2 separate regions of the Mus musculus genome follow, and region 2 is linked to region 1. A link is a contact called in public Hi-C data. All regions are on one chromosome and are shown on one strand. The core of a region is the stretch at or near the end of the contact, and the rest is flanking DNA. Distances in the headings are between cores, read along the strand shown.

Region 1 (2,938 bases), core at 283-2,782:
AATACTAGGATATTCTGTACAAACAAAACTTTTTACTTTTATTTATTTACTTTGAGATTTATTTACTCTCTCACTGTGCAGCTCTGGCTGGCCTGTAATTCACTAGGTAGACCAGGCTAGCCTTGAAATGAAGAGCCCATCTGTCCCTGGAGGGCTGCAATGAAAGGGAAGATGCTGCTGCATCCAAACAACGTCTTGTCTTTCCTTCCACCTTTGTGTCTCCAGGCTCCACAGGATAAAGTTCAAGGGTCTTAAGGAATACAAAGGTTGTGTATACCAAGAGGCAAGATGCCTCTTCAGCCTTACCAAAGCACTTTGGTTCACAGAACATTACCCAGTTGCAAACTCCAACTTGTAACTCCACTTAGAATAACCTTCCCCACTTGATCAGGCCCTCTGTCCATCTTTTGATGAGTCATCTCCATCACCCTGACACCCCCGTCTCACTACCCCGGGGATCTGACTGCACTTTGTACATACCTCCACTACAGCATTTATCATTCTGATCTGTGATTATGGCTGGTGTCCAGGCCCTCGCTAGACTGTGAGATCCTTGAGGGCAGTGTCTTATTCATCTCTGTATTCCCAGTGCCTAGCTCATACAGAAGGCTGAAAGGCCATCCAGATCAAGAGGAAAGTAACCCAAGATTGGTTAGAGGGGGTCAGATCTCTGGAAGAGAAGAGCCCATCACCTGCAGTGGGCCACCAGATGAGTGGATCTTGTGTTCAGGCATTTCGGAGACAGGAATATAGAAATCTGACACTGCCGCGGCCAGGTAAAACATCGCAGAAGAGCCTGTGAAGATAAACGGAGTATAAGAAATCGGGGAAGGGCATGGAATCTTTTCTTTAACTCGGGTTCCTTGGCTGTGGGGTAGGCAGCAAGCAATAGGGAAAAGAGGCTAGGGAGAACGGCTCTACAGCCAGGAAAACCTTTGGATTTCCTTGGAACATTCACCTAATGGACTGAGAGCCAGGGCAGCAGCCTGCAGCAGATGCAGATAATCCGCCAAAGTGGTAAACTCTACAGCCAGAAAGGTGCCGGCAGCGGCTGCCTCTTGGTAGCTCTGCAATGCTGCAGCAAAGCCCGGGAGCGCATTCTCTTCGGCCTCCAGACTCAGCTTGCCCGACTGGGCTGGGCCAGAAGGCCGAAGGGCTGACAGCCAGGCCTGGGGCGGGAAGCGGTGGGCATAGGGGAAGGCCGAGCGCGCTCGGTACAAGAACAGGACTCCATAGCCGGCAGCCAGGAAGACCTCCGCCGACGCGGCTCCGCGTCGCCCGCTACTGAAGTTGTCCAGAAAGCGCACGGCTCGCGCTTCCAGGGGGACCTTGGTGCCTCCAGATGTGATCAGCACCACCCGCCGGCCCTGCTCGCCCAGCCTGGCCGCAAAGCGAGCCATAACCTCGGCCCAGCGCGCAGCACCCGCAGGACGCGGCAACTCAGCCACCAGGTCCATTTCCGCCATCTGCACTGTAGTCACCCCACGGTAGAACCACAGCGCCCGGGCACGCCGGGCCGCTGGCGCCACGCCCCCTTCCGGATACCTGGGCTGCGCGCAGCCGCAAATAGTGACTATGGTCATTCCCTTTCCTATGTCCGCCAGTAGGTCCTGATCTCGCTAAGGCTCGAAATGCTTGCCTGTTCTGGGAAAGCCCGTCGGGAAGCGTCTAGAGGAAGAACGTATCTAGAAAATCCAGAAAAATTATGCTTCCTGTGGATTTCCTAGTTTGGAAAACGAAATGGTTGTTTTTGACCTATACCGGCCACCGTATAGTTCTCCCCAGGCTCGGGCTACATGGCAGTCAAGTTCTGGCTATTTAACCTTTGAGATTTAGAGTTTGTGCTCTCCCCTCCCCAATTGTCGCAGTCAGTCCCGCCCCTCCCCCTTGCCCTTGAAATCCCGACGTCCGGGCTGGCCCGTGGTTGTCACGTGACACCTCAGCCTTGCGGATGCTAGCCAGGCAACCGTCCTGGAGACCGACGCCGCCGGCCGCACCATGAACGTGATCTACCCGCTGGCGGTGCCCAAGGGGCGCCGGCTCTCCTGTGAGGTGTGCGAAGCCCCGGCCGAGCGGATGTGCACGGCCTGTACAGTCACTTATTACTGGTAGGCCCTGGAACATGGTGCCTGGTGCCTCTGCTCCCTCCCTGTCTCCCAACACGGGTCTGGCCTCGTGTGTCTGTCCTTTGTGGCCTTTCCTGCCAGGGACCCCACAAGTCCAGAGCAGGCTTGAAGACGCGTGTCTAAGACTTCTGTGGCTTCCTCTGCGTCTTCTCCGGCTCTGCTGGGTTTTTTGCCTGATGTTTTGCGGGGCTCCTACTGTTACTGTGTTGCAAACCCTTCCTGGTGCTGAACATAATGGGGCCATTTCTGTAGATCTCTCCTCTCAAAGCTCAAGGAGAACTCTGAAGACAGAGAAGTAGACAAATGATAATTTCAGGGAGAAATGGCAAGTCAAAGGAAATGGGAGGAGAAATTGGGCAGACAGCTTCTCTCAGAGTAGACGATTGGTCTGAAGTTAAGGAGCTAAAGAGCCGGTGTTCTTGCCCTACAAAGGCACAGGTAGGGTTCTTAAGTAGGGAAGACGTGTTCTTCAGGACTAGAAGAAAGACTATTGGCCAGTGCACAGCTAAGGGAGTTTGAATGTAGGAGAGGTAGTAATTCAAGATGCGAGGGGTTTAAATGTATTCGCATTAACACCATCCCCATCCTTTTTTATAAGAGAGTTTCATGTAGTTGGTCTCAAACTCACTATGTAAGCTAAGAATTGAACTTTTGAACATCGTACCCACACCCCTCAAGGGCCGGAGTTGCAAGTATGTGTTGCCATGCCTGGTTTGTGTAGTACTAGAGAGAGAACTCAAGGCACCGTGCATACTAGACAAACTACCAACTAAGTCACATCCCCTGCCCTAGACTCTATTTTGGGCCTCACA
Region 2 (2,938 bases), core at 190-2,689, 250 kb before region 1:
CTCGGTAGGTAAAGACACTACCGACCAAGTTGAACATAATATGCAAGGTTAAGTTCCAGGGAACAGGCAGTACATACACCCATTCTTTCTGGCCAGCACTGCATATGGCATATTACACAGTAGCCCATAACAGCTCATATTTTTTAAAGGTCCTACAGAGCACTCGACCTAGGGCTAAGCGGTCCAATGCACCATCTCAATTCATTTTTACAGCACCTCTGCCTCCCGAGTGCTGGGGTTGAAGGCATGAGCCGCTACATCTAGCTCAACTATTAATTTCTCATACTTACTTTAGAAATGATGAAACTGAAACTCTGAGAAATCAAGTCACGTGCCTAAGAGCACACAGTAGGTGGCAAAACTGAAGCCCAAGTTGATTCCTCCAAAGCTGAGGTTTTTAACCATTCCACCAGGACTGGAGGTAGAGACGGTGCTACGGCACTTAGGAAATGAGAAGGCACCTCTCTGAAGAGGGCAGGGAGGGAGCTTCACTGAAGAGGTGAAATTTAAACTATGACTTGCAAAATAGACAGATGAGCAGGACCAAGGCTGGCAGAGACGGAGAGTCCATCCCTGACTGAAAAGGCAGTGTGGAAATAACACAAAGTCACCTTGCATTACAAAGATCGGAGGGAGAAGAGACCTAGTGCATGTGGGGTTTTCTTCCTCGGAGCTCAGCAGCACAGAGTCGCCAGCAAGAGTGCGGAGGAGGGATGAGTTCTAAGAACAAGGCAAGAAGATGAGGCTTGGTGATCACAGACGATGAAGGACAAGAGCCTGGATTAGAAGGAAGAGACCAAGCTGGGGTCCGAAAGATTAAAGTTCTAGATCCGGGTTCGAGTCAAGGGTACCGGGAGTAACTTGGAAGGACCGGGGACAGAGTGTGAAAAATTAAGGAAGCACTCACCGGAGCTACATAGCGATTCAGAGACGGATCATCAAAGGAGCCAAAGAATCTGAGGTGGCCTGGGAGAGGGGACAAAGGCTGCAGCAGTGTCCAAAGAGCCTAGTTAAGTGGGGAAGGAGGATAAAGCTGGAGGAGTCAGCTGGGAAAGCTGAAGGACGAGAGTTGGGTTCAGAGATGTCCATGAGGTTGGGACTGGAGCTGGAAGAGTACAAGGGGCGACTCTAAAGACACGGTGTGTGGGAGGGGCATGGAGTGGTCCAAGGCCAACAGTAAGGCAGGGAGGGTAGTAAGACTGGGTCATCCGAGGACTGGGGACGTGATCGCAGCGGAGGGACACACGGTACCCGGCGGCCTTTGGGACTCGCAAAACAGCAACTTCCCAAACATCAGCCTTCAAGGCCTTCGCAAGAGCGAAGGGGCCAGGCTCGAAGCGCCCCGTGCCTCGCGTTCGCCTCCCCCATAACCCCCACGTCACCTCTACACAGCCGCGACCCACTTCACTCCCGCGGCTCGGTCAGGGACAGCGGCGCCTCGGTGGGCGGGGGAAGGAGCCGGAGCCGGAACCCAGAGAGGATCCGCCTTCACAGCGTTCGGATTGGATCCTGGGAACGTTCTTCCTCTCTATTGGCTATACTAACTGTCACACTGCACAAGACCTAGTAGGACGGCCAATAAACATTGGTTTAGTGCGCGGCATGCTGGGAGTTGTAGTTCGGAGGTTTGCTTCGCTGAAAACATTTGCCCAGTTCAGAACTCAGCGGTGAAGCTGTCATCACTTCTAAGGTCATCAGGTTTCTTTTCTTTTTGTCTTTTGAAGCGGTGGCCCTCGATAGAAACCTCGCAGTTCATTTAAAGTTTATAGTTTAAAATTAAAAGGACATGTACCAGGAAAGGAATTTAAAAATAAAGTAGTTCGATCTCTTTGTCCGAGAAGCTAAGTGTCCTCTCCCAAGGAATGACCTCCAGCCAGGTCGGCCAGTGGCCCAACGTAGGTTTTGGTTTTTTTTTTCTGTGTCCTATGTGATCCTGTTAACCCAAAAGTCTCGCATCAATCTGGATATAATAGACCAGTAAGTTATCCAGAGATGGTTTTTGTTTGGTTGGCTGGTTGTTGTTTTTCCCAGATTTTATTTTGAAGAACAATAAAGATTAAGAACTTGAAAGATAAAGAGGATAAAGAAAGTTGATGTGTAAGCTAACTACGAGCTTTTCCTGTTTGTGTGGTCTTTCAATGGTTGTCTTTGTAGCTGGTAAAGCTTTAGAGCTAGTGATGACCCGGTGATTAAGAACACTTACAGCTCTTTCAGGGGACCTGGATTCCCAGCGCCCACATCAGGTAGTTTATAACCACCTGTAACTCCAGATCCAAGGGATCCAATGCCCAATTCTGGACAATTTGAGAACCTGCACACAAGAACACACACTCACACACACACACACACACACACACACACAAAATCAGGAAAGAAAAAAGAGAGGGTCAAGTTTTATAATCCCACCTCTCTCCTCTATAAAATTCCTAGCACAACTATTGTAAGGATATAAGGACTGAGTGGATAGACAGACAGTCAGACAAATAGGCAGACACACAGACAAACATTTCCTGCTTCTACAAATAGCTCTATTCTCTATTGGTAAATTCTCTCAATAGGTAAGACTAGCATGAGTTAGTTAGCCAATAGGATTGGCTACTCAAGCAATTATGTTTGGAGCTGAGGATGTGTGTGACGTGTAAGTATCTATTACACACTATTAGTTTATAAATTGATAAAAATAAAACATCAAAAGTCAGACTCAGGAGTAAAACTGGGTTTATTATGAATGATGTCTAAAGTTTGCTTGAATTGTGGCTGAGCTATTCAGAAACCAACCCCGTAATGTGTTTTCTCCACAGCCTCTTTCATAATGAAGACAACATACCAAGCAATAAGTATTAAAGGGTATATTTCATAACTGTACAAAGACAAACAAAATATTCTTTTTGGGTACTGTAATGGCAAATTTTACATATCACTTTGACCCGTCACAAAG

Evidence for each region. Hi-C and Micro-C count contacts between places; a contact is called where the count stands out from the background.
Region 2: a contact with region 1 is called in a Hi-C map of CD8 T cells, with 1.8 times the contacts expected there. The contact joins the promoter of Zfp691 here to the promoter of Ppcs in region 1. A contact is called at or near these places in 12 of 39 promoter capture datasets (the HPC-7 cell line, cranial neural crest, fetal liver and 8 more), 5 of 484 Hi-C or Micro-C datasets (CD4 T cells, CD8 T cells, double positive thymocytes and 2 more), 1 of 115 datasets of contacts at active chromatin or transcription factors (embryonic stem cells) and 1 of 9 other capture datasets (adipose tissue).

What each region holds. Positions count from the first base shown.
Region 1 is chr4:119,420,888-119,423,825 of GRCm38.p6, forward strand. Ppcs (phosphopantothenoylcysteine synthetase) reads right to left here and starts at 1,533. Exons shown (of 3, transcript NM_026494.4): 1 at 959-1,533; 2 at 693-796. The coding sequence starts at 1,466. It overlaps Zmynd12 (zinc finger, MYND domain containing 12), which reads left to right and starts at 1,797. Exons shown (of 8, transcript NM_001014900.2): 1 at 1,797-2,108. The coding sequence starts at 1,999.
Region 2 is chr4:119,172,756-119,175,693 of GRCm38.p6, forward strand. Zfp691 (zinc finger protein 691) reads right to left here and starts at 1,440. Exons shown (of 2, transcript NM_001145936.1): 1 at 1,383-1,440. It overlaps Ermap (erythroblast membrane-associated protein), which reads right to left. Exons shown (of 13, transcript NM_013848.3): 13 at 2,702-2,938.